Linked DNA regions of Zea mays: regions 1, 2, 3 and 5 are each linked to region 4. The links are chromatin contacts, called in public Hi-C maps. All regions are on one chromosome and are shown on one strand. The core of a region is the stretch at or near the end of the contact, and the rest is flanking DNA. Distances in the headings are between cores, read along the strand shown.

Region 1 (2,700 bases), core at 55-2,554, 210 kb before region 4:
AGTCTCGCTCTGAAACAACTTCTATAGATTCTGATGCAACTCCTGTAGATTGGTGACTATATGATGCAACTTTTCTACGTTGTCAAGTTGAGCAGAGTATACAGATTTTCTAGTGGCACATCCCGACTTCCATACACAGAAACAAATATCCCAGTAAACCAGGCAGAGACTGGGAGACCCTTTCATCATCTGAATTGCTCCAGAAAAGCAAGCAAGCAAGAAGAATCGTCTGAAAATAACAAATGACAACACCGGGCTAAGCTGTATTTGGCAGCATTCCGTGCACTCCACGCCGGCCCTTTCTTCATTTATTATTATTGTTGAGATCAAGCAATGATCGGATCGTGCACAAATTAAGGATAAGGTATATGTAATCTAATAAATTAACAGCCATATAAATAATAGAGATGCGGTTCAGCACAAGCCAGGCTCACTCTGAAAGTTGTCAAAGACTTCCATTAATTAGGCAATACAACCACGTCAACACACATACACAAAAAAAAACCCAAAGGACAAAGCGATGGGCCTTTTTCACTTCCCCGTGAAGCTAGGAGCGCCTGATTGCCGTGACGATCCTGGTAAAGCGTAGTCAAATCGTCCCAACTACTCTGCTTTTGAGACGTCAGTTTGTTGGGAATGACCTTAATTATCCAAACAGTCATCGGTAGGGCGGATCGCGGACCATTCATCTCATGGTTGACTGTCAATTATGAGATGCATGGTCCGCGGAATCATTTTTACCTATAGCAGAATCGTTTTAATCGGCAAAAAGAAAGCTCAACACAAATCAAACACAACTACGGATCTTAAAAGCAATCAATAGGACATGGCAAACTGCCCGATCGAGACAAAAAGAGAATATAGAGATGTCATTACGTTACGTACGTAAACATTAGAGAAGTGACTGACTTCTATGACTAGCCTTTTTGTTTCCTCTATACAATCTATCAGATTTTTGATAATCCTTAGAAAAACGACCAAGTTCACCAGCACGTGTGAAGCAACAGAACAGAAGTCATTTTGTCCATCTTCTCGTACTTGAAGCAAGTAGTCTTTAAATGCTTAATTTCTTTTTTTCCCCGCTTTGTTCTTGATATTTTGGCAGTTCGTGATCGGGGTCAGCCGCTACATGGCTGTTGATCACACGAGAGCTATAACTCATCAACAGCTCCCGAATGAGGGAGTTTGCGTTCACATCGTTGCCCATTATATTATTTAAAACCCTTTTTATTATATGGATTGTGAAGAATTCCCGGACACACGGTAGACTGATGACTAGTTTAGTTGGTCAGTACGACGAAGGCAATCAGGATAAATATACTATCCTTTTGCGAGACACATGGACACGCGGTGCGCGTCGTCGTCTAGCTGGAGCTGGCAGACCCCATAAATAGTGCTTTAGACCAAGCTGCGCCCTCGTGCTCGTCGTCGTCATCTTCTTCCTCCTCCTCCTCCAAGCAGCACGGAGCGATTAGCTGCTGCTGCTGCCGCTGCAGCGGGCAGAGATGGCAGGAGCAGAGGTTGCCAACGGCGTGCACGACGGCGCCCTGGATTTGGAGGAAGGCAGAGGAGGCGGAGTCGATGGAGCGGGGTGTGAGAGCTCGGAGCAGGACGGAGCCGGTCGCCGCCCCATGTTCTCCGTGCCGTTCGTGCAGAAGGTAGCTTTCTTGATGGTTTGTGTGACGTGAGTGTGCGTGTGCGACGACACGACGTACGTTTAATTGGGGTGGTTGCAGATCCTGGCGGAGGCGTTGGGGACCTACTTCCTGATCTTCGCCGGGTGCGCGGCGGTGGCGGTGAACCTGCGGACGGGCGGCACGGTGACGTTCCCGGGCATCTGCGCCGTGTGGGGCCTGGCCGTGATGGTGATGGTGTACTCCGTGGGCCACATCTCCGGCGCGCACCTCAACCCGGCCGTCTCCCTCGCCTTCGCCACCTGCGGCCGCTTCCCCTGGAGGCAGGTGCCGGCGTACGCGGCGGCGCAGGTCACGGGGGCCACGGCGGCCAGCCTGACGCTGCGCCTCCTGTTCGGGAGCGCGCGGGAGCACTTCTTCGGCACGGTGCCCGCCGGCTCGGACGCGCAGTCGCTCGTCGTCGAGTTCATCATCTCCTTCAACCTCATGTTCGTCGTCTCCGGCGTCGCCACGGACAACAGAGCCGTAAGCGCCAAACCATGATTATATTATACTACATGAAATTCTTCTGATTGTTCAACCTCGACGACGATCTCTCCGTCCGTCACGGGTCCTGCTTAGCTGCACCTGTTCACCATCAGTCGACAGTCGCCCGCACGCATCCGAAATTTTAAAATAATATCGTCTAGTAGGAGGCTTCCTGGTCAAGACTCGGACGAGCCATCGCTGTTCGGCCGGGCGTTGCTTTCTAGTTGGATTATGGTTGCCTGTCACTTTTAACGAAAAAGGGCAAAAAAAATGGATAAATTTTAGTCGACGATATGCAAGCATCTGATGAATCTACTGTTGCAGATCGGCGAACTCGCCGGCCTCGCCGTTGGAGCCACCGTCCTGCTAAACGTGCTCTTTGCCGGGTGGGTATAAATACGTACAGTTCATATACCTTGTAAAAACTAATACTAATTCAGTGCACTAGCTAGTTAAAAAAACGCAGCTCATGTGATGGGATGCTGATGCGATGCGCTGCGCAGGCCTATATCAGGAGCGTCCATGAACCCGGCGAGGA
Region 2 (2,700 bases), core at 43-2,542, 190 kb before region 4:
AAATTTAGAAACTTTTTCAAGCACTTGACCATATAATGTATTTACATCATAATCCAGTTAATTTTTTTATTTGGAGACAAAAGCCAGGCTCCTGTAAGAGATTGAAGCACCAGACACCTACACGAGCGCCGATTCAGGATGCAAGAACACATGCTGCCTCAAGGTAGCTTACACATGGATTGAGACCTTAGGTGTCTCCTAAGAGCCCAGTGCTGAACGTGCCCTTACAGAGTGGGTGTTAGAGAGATTGCTGGAGATGCTTAGCTTGGTGTCTAAAAAGTTAACTAGTGCGTGCCATTTATGGTCTCAATAGAAAAGAAAGGCATTAATTGCATCTGTGTATGTTGGTGATTGATTGAGGGGCATCATAGTCATTTCCCTTTCTCCTTAATCTGCCTTAAAATTCTTATACATGCAAATGCTTGTAGATGGAGAGAGTATGAATTATAAGTATGTTCAGTGCATAGAAATTATACAGCTGGATTCATATTTCAAAATGCTTCCAAACTATATCAGTTTCCTAGTTACAGATGATACGTTTTGTGAGAAACCAATGGCCAAAGTATAACATTAAAGACAAAAGAAAAACAAATATGCCTATAAAATTGTGGAACAAAGGGAGTACCTTCTGAACAATATTTCGCTAGGTGCTTACCACTTAAGTTCTACCAAATGACCCCAGAAAGAAACTATAACGCAATTAAACATAATGGAAGTCCTAGGGGGTGTCACTGCTGAACTTGATCAGCGAATCCATTGGAAGCACGCATCGCAGCCTCGCAGGTTTCAAGTATATTTTTGCAGCAGCATGTTTCGCACAGCAGAAAGGGATAATCGGCACAATACGGGGGCTGACCCAGTTAAGGACATGGGCATACACATATACACCCGAAAAAATTGCAAAGCAATCGAAGTTAGCAGGCATATTACATGCATATACAATTAGATTCAGATCTGAATACGAATAGTATGTTAGGGTTTGGGCACACGGCTTCGCACAGCAGTAAGGGAAGACCTAGGGGTGGAGTACCTACCAGTAGTAAGTTAGGGTTTGGGCGCACGGCTTCGGACAGCAGGAAGGGAAGACCACGATGAGGGCGTACCTGGCGATTATCGTCGCCGGCGATGGGGTCAAAATAGGGCGGCAGCGACGGCCGACGGCCGGCGCAGTCGTCGAAGTTTGGTGTTGAGCAGACTCTACCACGCTGGTGGGATCAGGTAGGGTTTTGCTTGAAGCGTACAGGTATAGTACAGGCCTACAGGGCCGGCGTGAGCTTAAGGCCCGTTTGGATCAGCGAGATTTTAGGGCTCATTTGATATCTAGACTAAATTCTGTCATTATCGCATATTTAATGCTAGTAATAAGTATTAAATATAGTCTATTTATCAAACTAATTATATAGATAAAAACTAAACCATAAAATGAACCTATTAAATCTAATTACTCTATGATTCGCTTATATGATGCTACAATAAACATTTGTCAATCATAAATTAAGTTTAATAATTTTTCTCGTCGTTTAGTCTTTAGATGTGTAATTAGTTTTGTAATTGAACTATATTTAATACTTGTAATAGTAATTCAATATCTGATATGACACACATTAAACTTTAGTCCTGGAACCAAATATCCTCTAAGTCTCGTTATATCTGATGTTTAGATAGTAGTTATTAATTAGAGGTATTAAATAAAGTTCAATTGCAAAACTACAAAACTAATTAGATAAGAACTAAATGGTAAAATGAGCTTATTAATATTAATTAGTTCATGATTCGTTTATTTGATACTACAATAAACATTTGTTAGTCATAGATTAACTTGGTTTAATAAATTTGTCTCGTCTTTTAGACTTCATCTATATCATTAGTTTTGTAATTATACATTTTAATACTTATAATTAGCATTCAAACATATGATGTGTCACGGACTAAACTTTAGTGTAGAGAACCAAACACACCCTAGGAACGACATTGAAAATGGTAACACTATTCGATCCTGAATTGGTTAGTTCTTTCAGATGGGTTTAGAGTTCTTCGTATTTCTAGTACGTGTATGAAACATACGTAAGAGGGGTGAATTAAGTCTTCTATTTTATCGCTATAAACTAGACCAATAATTATTATTTTTTAAATAAAACATATGCAAATAATAAAGAGAGCTAGTGCAACTAAGGTTTGTCTAAGTATTGTTATCTCTAACGCAAAACGGAGTTATGCAATCTAAGTTCTAGTCCTACCAACTAGCCTATTTTCTAACCTGAGAATATAAATGCAGAAACTTAAACGAGGTATAGATGCAAACTCTCGTTGATGCGCCGGTATATTTACCAAGGTATCAAAAATCACACAAAGTTCTTATTAATCCTCATTGGTGCCCTACATAACAGGAAGTCCACGTGAGGGTCAAGCACCTCGGACAAGTAACTTCGTATATAGCCTCGGGCCTTCTCTACACGCAAGTGGTGCTTCGCTTTCGGTTTATCTTGAATAATTTCCATCGTCTTCACTATTGAGCTTCTGTTGGGGGCCTTCGGCTCCGAAGGTCCTCAAAAACAGGATTTAACAGTGTTTCTGGAGTATAATGTGTGAACAGGTATCTTTGGACCCGAATCGGTACCACAGTGGGAGAAGCTCAAAGAATACGAAGGTTGATACAGCGCCGAAGAAGTGAGCAGGAAAGCTTCGGCGTGACTGCAGAAA
Region 3 (2,700 bases), core at 38-2,537, 150 kb before region 4:
TGACAGGAAACGCGACGGCAGAATGTCAGAAAGACGACTAGACAGTAAACACGATCTACGATCCAAAAAAACAGAGGTCTGCGCTGACCTTGGAGTTGCCGCTCTCGCCGAAGCTGAAGCCGCCGTTGAAGTCGCTAACGCCGCGGAAGAACTCGCCCAGCGGCCAATCCATGACCCCGCCGGCGATGCGGCCCTGCCCGGCACCGAAAGCCGGCGCCCGCGGAGTCCGCTTCGGCGTGGCCCTGGGCGCCGCCTCCGCGAGGCGGGGGGCAGGGGAGCCGAACTCCTCCTGCACGGCCGACCAGTCCGTGAGGCTCCCGGTAGCGCCGGCGCCGGCCGCCCAGCCGAAGTCGCTCTCGCTGTAGAGCGGCGGGGTCGGCTCGCTCTTCGCCGGCGGGGGAGACGACGCCTCTCGCTGCTCCAGGGAGAGGTCGTCAGGCTCGAGCTCCTGGCCGACCTGGACGCCGGTTAACAAGAACCGGCGGTGCGCCGAGACGAAGGAGTTGGCAGTGTGCACGGCGACGTCGCAGCTCCGGCAGAGCAGCGCGCGGTCCTCCAGGCAGAAGAAGTAGGCGTCGCATTCCTGAACCGCGTTGGCGGCGAGGATGACCAGTCAGTCAGTCGGTGAAGCCAAGTCCGCAGATACTTATTATACTATCCATCTATGTAGAAGACAAACAAGAATGAGCACGTAGCATATGTCGCACCTGGCATATGTCGCACTTGGGCGGCGACACGGCGGCGGCGCCTTGGCCGCCGGGGGCGAGGAGAGGCAGGCGCTGGTGTTTGCCTGCCAATCGGTTCGCCGCGTGGACCTCTCGGTCGCAGCGCGCGCAGAGTGCGGCGTCGTCGGCGCAGCAGAGGACGCTCGCCTCCGCCGCCTCGCATGCACTGCACAGCACCTTCATGAACTTCTTCGCCGCCGGAGGTTAGCCGGTTCTCTCTCGCGCTCTAACGCGCGCCAACAAGGCGGGGAAAGGGAGCTCGATAGCTGCGCTGGGAATCGAATGTCAATTCCAATGGCGCGTGAGGGCTGGGGATTGTGGTGGTGGGCGAGCGGCATGGGGGTGGCGGTGTGGTATTATGGAGGCGCGCGGCGTGGGGAGGAATGGGAATGGAATGGATTCGTGGCGTGGGCGCAGCGGAGGGGACGAAGGGGGCGACGTCGCCGGCTCCTGTTGGACGAGGCGTCGAGGCCTCACGGCCGCACAAATGCGACCATCGTGCTTACCAACTAGTGACGAGTGTACCAATAATAACAAGGAAATAGATTGAAGCCAATGCATCCGTAAGTTCTACAAGTCAGTATGCCTTGGGTGCCATCATCATCTTCGACAGGTGAATATGTGCAAAATATATATTTTGACATAATGTTTTATAGTCATTAATTTATTGGTATTCGCGACGAAGAAAACAAACAATTTAAATTTAAATGTATGTTTAATATTAAAAACGACAAGTGATATTCCTTGTATAGCTAAAATATTATATGGGCCTTAACCTCTATTCGACATATAAAATGCATGCAGGTTACATGGTAGACACATTAAATCGGACTAATCGGTTGCTCGTGTGTTGCAACGGCTTACAACGATACCCACGTAAAATATCTAAAAAAATCTCAATATTTTTTATTGATTGTCTCCGCTCTCCATATAATATTTTTTGATTTGGCTAACTGATGTTATTGTTTACTCCATCTAATATGTCTTGGTACAACACACCCAATAAAGTGAACGATTAGAAGAGAGTTCACAACGACTGATTGAACGAATAAAAATTATAGAATGACATAATTTCATCATACAGAGACCAAATAAGAGAGTTTGTGAGCTCAAATTTCTAAAATAAGTCACATGAACTCAAACTTATAAAAAATAGATCAAAATATAGAGTGATTGCTAAAGTCGGGCATCAATAAAAACCGGATGCGCTCCATATAAATATGCTACTTCATAGCAATTACTAACGTTTAAAACCAACAAATAACCTTTCATTTTATTGTTATTGTTACAAATCATTGGTGCTCCATCCAATTAAGAAACCTCAAACACCATGGAGTCCATTGCGCCAATATGTCTTAGAAACGATCTAATACTTGCAAAAGCCAAGAACGCCATGCCGTGCTTGGGCTGTAGCCTTGGCCCATAGTGCTGGCTCGACACGATTATATTTTTTTATTTTATAAAAAACGTATACATATATACAATTTATATTCAATATTAAAAACATCTGAGTATAATGTTCTATTGGTTAGACATCTTCATCCAGTGTCTCCCGCCCTTCTTCCATCAGAGCATAGGTTCGAACCCCACCTCTTGGACCGTTTTTAACATTTTACGCTGATTTAATCAAATGGGTCTACAAGCTAACGGGCCGGCCCGACACAATCAGCAGGTCCGCATGACGTGCCTAGGCCAGAGCTGTGGCCCGCGGACGTCTGGCCCGTGTCGGGCCGCCGTTTGGCCATCTATAGGCGGGCAACAGGTTAATTTGAAATAGCTGTGATGGGTTATTTGTAAAAAGATGACGCGGGACTAGTGCTGGGAATCTGGGCCGGGCTTTTCGGGCCAGCACGAGCACGACCCAAAAATAAGAGCCCAAAGCACGGCCCGACACGAAATAATATGGGCCGGGCTGGCACGGCCCGAAGGCGGGCCTAGGACGGGCCTCAAATTCTGACCCGTCGGGCCCTCGGCA
Region 4 (2,700 bases), core at 154-2,653:
ACGTTACATTTTAGGAACCAAACGGCACCTAATTTAAGTCGTGAGTTCGAAGCTCATCCCTTTCCTAGACCCCACTCGTGTGAGAGCCTCCAGCACTGGATCAGCCCTTTTTTAGTTTTTTTGTCTATCTCAAACCAGGGATCCCAAGTTCCCAACCTTATCTCTTCACTCAACAAAAGAGTTGACTCAAAATCAAAAACTGCAACAACCAATCCCCATACACTGGCTGGTCCAAACAGGTACAGACTTAAAACTGGCGCAGCATTATACCCCCAGGTTTTTTTTTTCTGGTCATCATGTAATTAGATCTATATACCTCTCATGCTTTGTCACGACACTATAATTTTTTTTTATGGAGAGCAGCATTTTAGCAATCTGTGTAAAGATTGGGCAATAACCAATGGGCATAAAGACATTAATGCTGAGTAGTAGTATATCTCAAAATGGAAAGGTAAAAACAACAGCCAGCAAATCGCAATGATTTAGGTGCTGTTTGGTTCAAAAAATGTAACGCAAATGGTAATGGTAATAGTTTACGCTCGATTACTGGCGGTAACAAATTTGAATAGGCTGGTATCAAATTTTAGTACGGTATCTGATTACGGTTGGACTATAACAAACATGATTTAACGTTATCCATTACCCATTACGTTACAAATATATGAACCAAACGGCACCTTAGTTCATGTTCTTGCAAATATCAACACGCAAGGTTAATGCTGTCACTCATAGAAACACAGCAACGACAAGTTCTTTGTTTTCTATTGAAGGAAAAATGCTACAATTTTCATATGAGAAGGGCGATGCTACTAGTTTAATTCAGTAACTCCATAGTCCATACCTACTGGGCACCCTCCTCCGGGTGTTGCCCTCCAGCGCCGGCATTTGGGGTAGCGGCACCGCCACTGCCGCCGGTCCCTTGAGCAGAGGCGCCGTGCTGGAGCTCGATGACGAGCCATCGGACGGCCTTGCTCATCTGCTCGAGGCGGACGGCGCTGATGGGCTTGATGCCGGGGGCGGCAACGGATCCGGCGGAGGCGGACCCCGTGGCCTCGTCGACGAGGCACTCGGAGCCGATGCGCTGGCGGATGGACTCGACGAGCTCTTCGGCGTGGTCGCAGGCGACGCGGAAGATCTCCCAGCGCTGCTTGAAGGCCTCGAGCGCGGCGTCCGTGGCCGCCGTCTTCTTCTCGCCGCCCGACTGTACGCGGGCCTCCACCACAGCCGCCGCCGCCGCCATGAAGTCGTCGTACGCCGCGCTCAGGTGGTCCACAGTCGCCTCCATCCCTCCCTCACCCCCAGCTTCTGACGATCCAATTCGGCCTCAGCCCCCAATTCGACACGACGACCCCGAAACCGAAAGCAAAGCGTGAAAACAGGAAATGCCGAAATGGCCCAATCGATATCGGGTCGAGATCAGGATGGGCCTTTTTATTCGACATACGCATCTGGACCAGGGCTAGAGATTGTAGGCATGGATTTTTTTCTAAAAAAATAATATTGTTTTCCCAGACCGTATAGTAAATAAATTCTAAAAATTACATTATTGGACGCGTGTTGTTGGGAAGCTCGCGATCAATCGTGCGGACAGAACGTAGGAAGTGGCGGATCCAGAGCTACTATACGTGGTCTTTTTTTTACAAGACTCTCGTTTATCCTAATTGTTTTAGAATTAGAATCATCTTTCTTCTGGTTCTTGATGAAAAATTTATCCATCCTATTCTTATAAGCATGGGATTACTACCAAATAAATAATCAAATCAAAATTTCAAATCAAACTTAAAGCAAACAATAGCACATGTTTCACCTTCACTGCTTGTCTGCTTCACAGATCACAGCTTCACCTTCGTTGCTTCTGCTTCGCAGTTCGCATGGGACGTCCTATTCCTGCATGATCTGTCACAGATTAGCAGAAACTCTCTTGGCCTCCTATTCCTTCATCGTCCCAAACTCCCAACAGAACAAGGAACCCCCAACAGAAAGCTTGGAGGGGCATTGGCACACGCCGCACACCGCGCATGGCATTATGGCAAGGCCATACATCACTGGCTGTCTGGCTCATCACTCCAATGCAAGAACAAGCTAATAGCTAAGCACACTTTCTTCTCAGCGCGTGTGTACAAACCTGAGCTCCACGAATTAGCAGAAGGAGGGAGCGCGGAGTGGCGGCTGGACAGCGGCGTGGTCAAGGCGGTGCTCCGGGCGGGGCTAGCGGCGGTGTTCCGGCGGTCCGGCCTCCGGGCGAGCGACGCTGCGGGTTGCAGCGGTGCTCCGGGCGTCGGGGCGTGGGCGGTTGGAGGCCTGAAGCTCGTGGGTAGAGGGAGGAGGAGCGACCTACGACTGGGAGGCTGTTCACGCGGTCGCGCGGCTGGAGCTGATGGGCTTATTCGCTGATTTTTGGGCCGCGACCGGGCTGCAGCCCAGGCAGCCCCAGCCTCGGTTGGAGATCCGCCACTGAATGTAGGAAGAGCTGAGTGGTGTGTTGGCTTACTGCTACGATTGTCCCTATTGATTGTGACTCTGATTAGATAGTTCTAGACATGTCATCTGGCTTGACATGTAACCAAATGGGTGTGTTATTATCAGTGAATCACTCTATTAATACACAATACGTAGTATATTAAACGTTACCGTACATTGAAAGCAATTGTTGGGGGTAAGCCTTTGCAGGAGGTCCTTAATTAAAATCAACTAATCTTA
Region 5 (2,700 bases), core at 156-2,655, 180 kb after region 4:
TGAATATTAGTAATTGTAGGCCCAATCAATGTCTTTCTGGCCGAGGTGAAGGGAGGTTCCAGGGATTTATTTGGTTTTGCTTAACTATTGTTAAGAAGCTTTAGAAGCATTTCTATCAGTGGCACTGAAAGACCAGAAGTTTAGTCTTTGCATCTAGGCTAGAGTTTTTTAAACGATAGGGTAAAGCTATTGCTTGTAGTACAACACTGCTCGTATTTCAGTGTGCAGGTCTGCTAGAAGGCGGAGATGCATTTTATCGGTCTCTATATTTTTATCCACTTATCTTCATTTTTTGATTTTTTGTTTTAGGCTCTCTTCTTCTTGGACCTAAAGCAGTTAGAGGTGCCCTTTCTAGAATAACTTTTGGTCTTTCCGTTAGTGAGGTCAGTCATCCTTTAGTTTTATCTTATTGTATGGTTTATTAATCCATCATCATTGAATATTTGAATGTCCTATTTATATTAATTTGATTTGTCGTATCCTTCACATAAATAGGTGTTATAACCTAAATTTTGCATTGTGATGTCTCTACTACCAACACCTATTTTCTTAGAAGGCTACTTGGTAGTAATTTTTGTACTAGCTACAAGAAACCCACTTTATGCAATAAATATCCATTATTTGAGTGTGAATGTTTGTCACTGAACAATCAATAACGCCTTCATATGAAACTAACCTTTCTCTAATGTGAACAGTGCAATGTTGAGGGCGGGGTCTCGCTTCCACGGGACCTTTAGGGCTGGTTTGGTGCACATGGAATTGGAGGGGATCCATGGGGGAGTAATTCCCTTCTTATTTAAATTTGAATAGGGAGGGGATTCCTCCCACATGGATCCCCTTCAATTCCCTGTCCACCAAATCAGCTCTTAGGGAGGATATGCGTGCGTTCTCGAACGTTCTGGTGGCCTAGAAATACACGTTTCCCAGGCCGGCAACGTCGACGCCGACGCGGTCACGCCTTTTTTTTCAGCCGACTAGTTCACGTGCTCGACGACGGCGAGCGTCTGTCTAGGTGCGTACAGGACGGCAGGCGCTCAATACGTCCACCCACAGTTTCAATTTGCTCAGTTAAAGTATTTAAATCGATTCAGCGACTGTTTCTGTTGTATCGATCCGATGCTGTACAAACACATTTATTTCTGTATTTATTAATAGACTAATATACACTTCATTGTATAATAGAGTCTCTTAATTGTATTTTGTAGTTAGAGAACTATTTCGATGTCTCTCCACTATGCATACCCCACTATACATACCCTTAATCACAGCACAAATCAGCACAAATGTACACCTATAAATATGACGCACGGACGGCCTCGTTTCTCTCCCGCGCAGCAATCCTCGGCCTCTCACTCCCATCCTCCCGCGCTTAGAAAACCAGGGCCACCAAGGGCTGTGGCGTGCCATTCAGTCCGGCCACGCACTCAAGCAATCATCGTTCTTTCGAAACGCAACAGCAAGAAGAACAACCACGCACATCGCCGTTCCATCGATTCATGGGTCGCCTCGGCACCGCGACGACGCTGGTGGCCCTCGCGGCCTGCCTCCTCTACTGCTCTGCTTCGTCGGCGACGCTGGCCTACGCCGGCGCTGCGCCGACGGACCTTGGGGCGCTGCGGCCGACGTGCGACGGGACGCTTGGGCAGTGCGCGGTGGGGAGCGACGAGGAGCAGGAGGTGGGCGGCAGCGACGCGTTCCTGCGGCGGGCGCTGGCGCAGCGGCAGCCCACCAACCGGTACATCAGCTACGCGGCGCTGCGCGCGGATCAGGTGCCGTGCAACCAGCGCGGCCGCTCTTACTACAGCAACTGCGCGTCGCAGAAGCCCGCCAACCCCTACCGCCGCGGATGCTCCGCCATCACCCGATGCGCACGCAACACCAACTGACCCATCCGATTTATCATTCCTAGCTAAATTCTCATCCATGACGGTTGACGGCGTGACCGTATGATTTGAGGATTATATATAAATATATTGGGCGCATCCAAGAGATCCAGCCATGGCAGATGTGGATCCATCCATTGACGTGCAGGTCCATCCAGAGGTAGAGGAGGAAGACAGGGAACACATGTCCAAGTGTTGTTTGGATTGACATGGATGTTTCCACTTTTTTGTGTTAATTTATCTTTTTGTGATGAATGATCGACGTCTACGTATGTACCATAAGTACTAGTAGTTCCATTATTGTTTTGATTTTTTATGGCTTTTGTTATCTTTGGCGATTATTGTGCTTTTATGACCGGTTTGTACTGAAATAACTGGATTCCACAAAGGAGTCTGGACTAGCTTCTGACTAACTGTAACAGTATACATATCTTCTATCTCTACTACTACATAAGAAGCTAATGTAGACGTTCACAAAAGCTTTTGGTGCACGGTTCTGCCGAGGATCTCCGCTATCAACGCCCGCCATTGGATCGGACCAGTACGCGATATCAGCACCGCCCGTTGCCGAGGCCGCCATCAACGCCATCCTCCCGCAATCCCCACCCTCGCCACCTCCATTTCCTCAGAGGAAACACCCTGCACAACACGACTCCTCCCCATCTACCGCTACCTTTCTACCTACCCATCTAGCACCCCTCGCTCGCAAATCGCAATGGCGCTGGCCACCAACTCCGCCGCAGCAGCCGCGGCCGTGTCCGGTGGCGCGGCATCGCAGCCGCGCCGCGCAGCCGCGTTCCTCCCGCTGAAGAGGCGT

What was found. Hi-C and Micro-C count contacts between places; a contact is called where the count stands out from the background.
Region 1: a contact with region 4 is called in a Hi-C map of ear, with 2.4 times the contacts expected there. The contact joins the promoter of LOC100285584 here to the promoter of LOC100276074 in region 4. A contact is called at or near these places in 5 of 25 Hi-C or Micro-C datasets (ear, leaf, seedling and 1 more).
Region 2: a contact with region 4 is called in a Hi-C map of leaf, with 7 times the contacts expected there. The contact joins the promoter of LOC100283669 here to the promoter of LOC100276074 in region 4. A contact is called at or near these places in 6 of 25 Hi-C or Micro-C datasets (ear, endosperm, leaf and 2 more) and 1 of 3 datasets of contacts at active chromatin or transcription factors (seedling).
Region 3: a Hi-C map of leaf shows a contact between it and region 4, with 5 times the contacts expected there. The contact joins the promoter of LOC103630134 here to the promoter of LOC100276074 in region 4. A contact is called at or near these places in 4 of 25 Hi-C or Micro-C datasets (leaf and tassel).
Region 5: a Hi-C map of endosperm shows a contact between it and region 4, with 3 times the contacts expected there. The contact joins the promoter of LOC100283017 here to the promoter of LOC100276074 in region 4. A contact is called at or near these places in 3 of 25 Hi-C or Micro-C datasets (ear, endosperm and tassel).

What each region holds. Positions count from the first base shown.
Region 1 is chr6:142,366,847-142,369,546 of Zm-B73-REFERENCE-NAM-5.0, forward strand. It overlaps LOC100285584, which reads left to right and starts at 1,305. Exons shown (of 4, transcript NM_001158475.2): 1 at 1,305-1,658; 2 at 1,737-2,159; 3 at 2,487-2,548; 4 at 2,666-2,700. The coding sequence starts at 1,506.
Region 2 is chr6:142,385,133-142,387,832 of Zm-B73-REFERENCE-NAM-5.0, forward strand. LOC100283669 (serine/threonine-protein phosphatase 5) reads right to left here and starts at 1,293. Exons shown (of 13, transcript NM_001412566.1): 1 at 1,104-1,293.
Region 3 is chr6:142,433,907-142,436,606 of Zm-B73-REFERENCE-NAM-5.0, forward strand. LOC103630134 (B-box zinc finger protein 22) reads right to left here and starts at 1,288. Exons shown (of 3, transcript XM_020540220.3): 1 at 708-1,288; 2 at 89-583. The coding sequence starts at 908.
Region 4 is chr6:142,579,525-142,582,224 of Zm-B73-REFERENCE-NAM-5.0, forward strand. It overlaps LOC100276074 (Mediator of RNA polymerase II transcription subunit 32), which reads right to left and starts at 1,404. Exons shown (of 2, transcript NM_001149955.2): 1 at 842-1,404. The coding sequence starts at 1,285. The coding sequence ends at 842.
Region 5 is chr6:142,756,995-142,759,694 of Zm-B73-REFERENCE-NAM-5.0, forward strand. It overlaps LOC100283017, which reads left to right and starts at 1,406. Exons shown (of 1, transcript NM_001155919.2): 1 at 1,406-2,208. The coding sequence starts at 1,497. The coding sequence ends at 1,886. It also overlaps the pseudogene LOC103630136.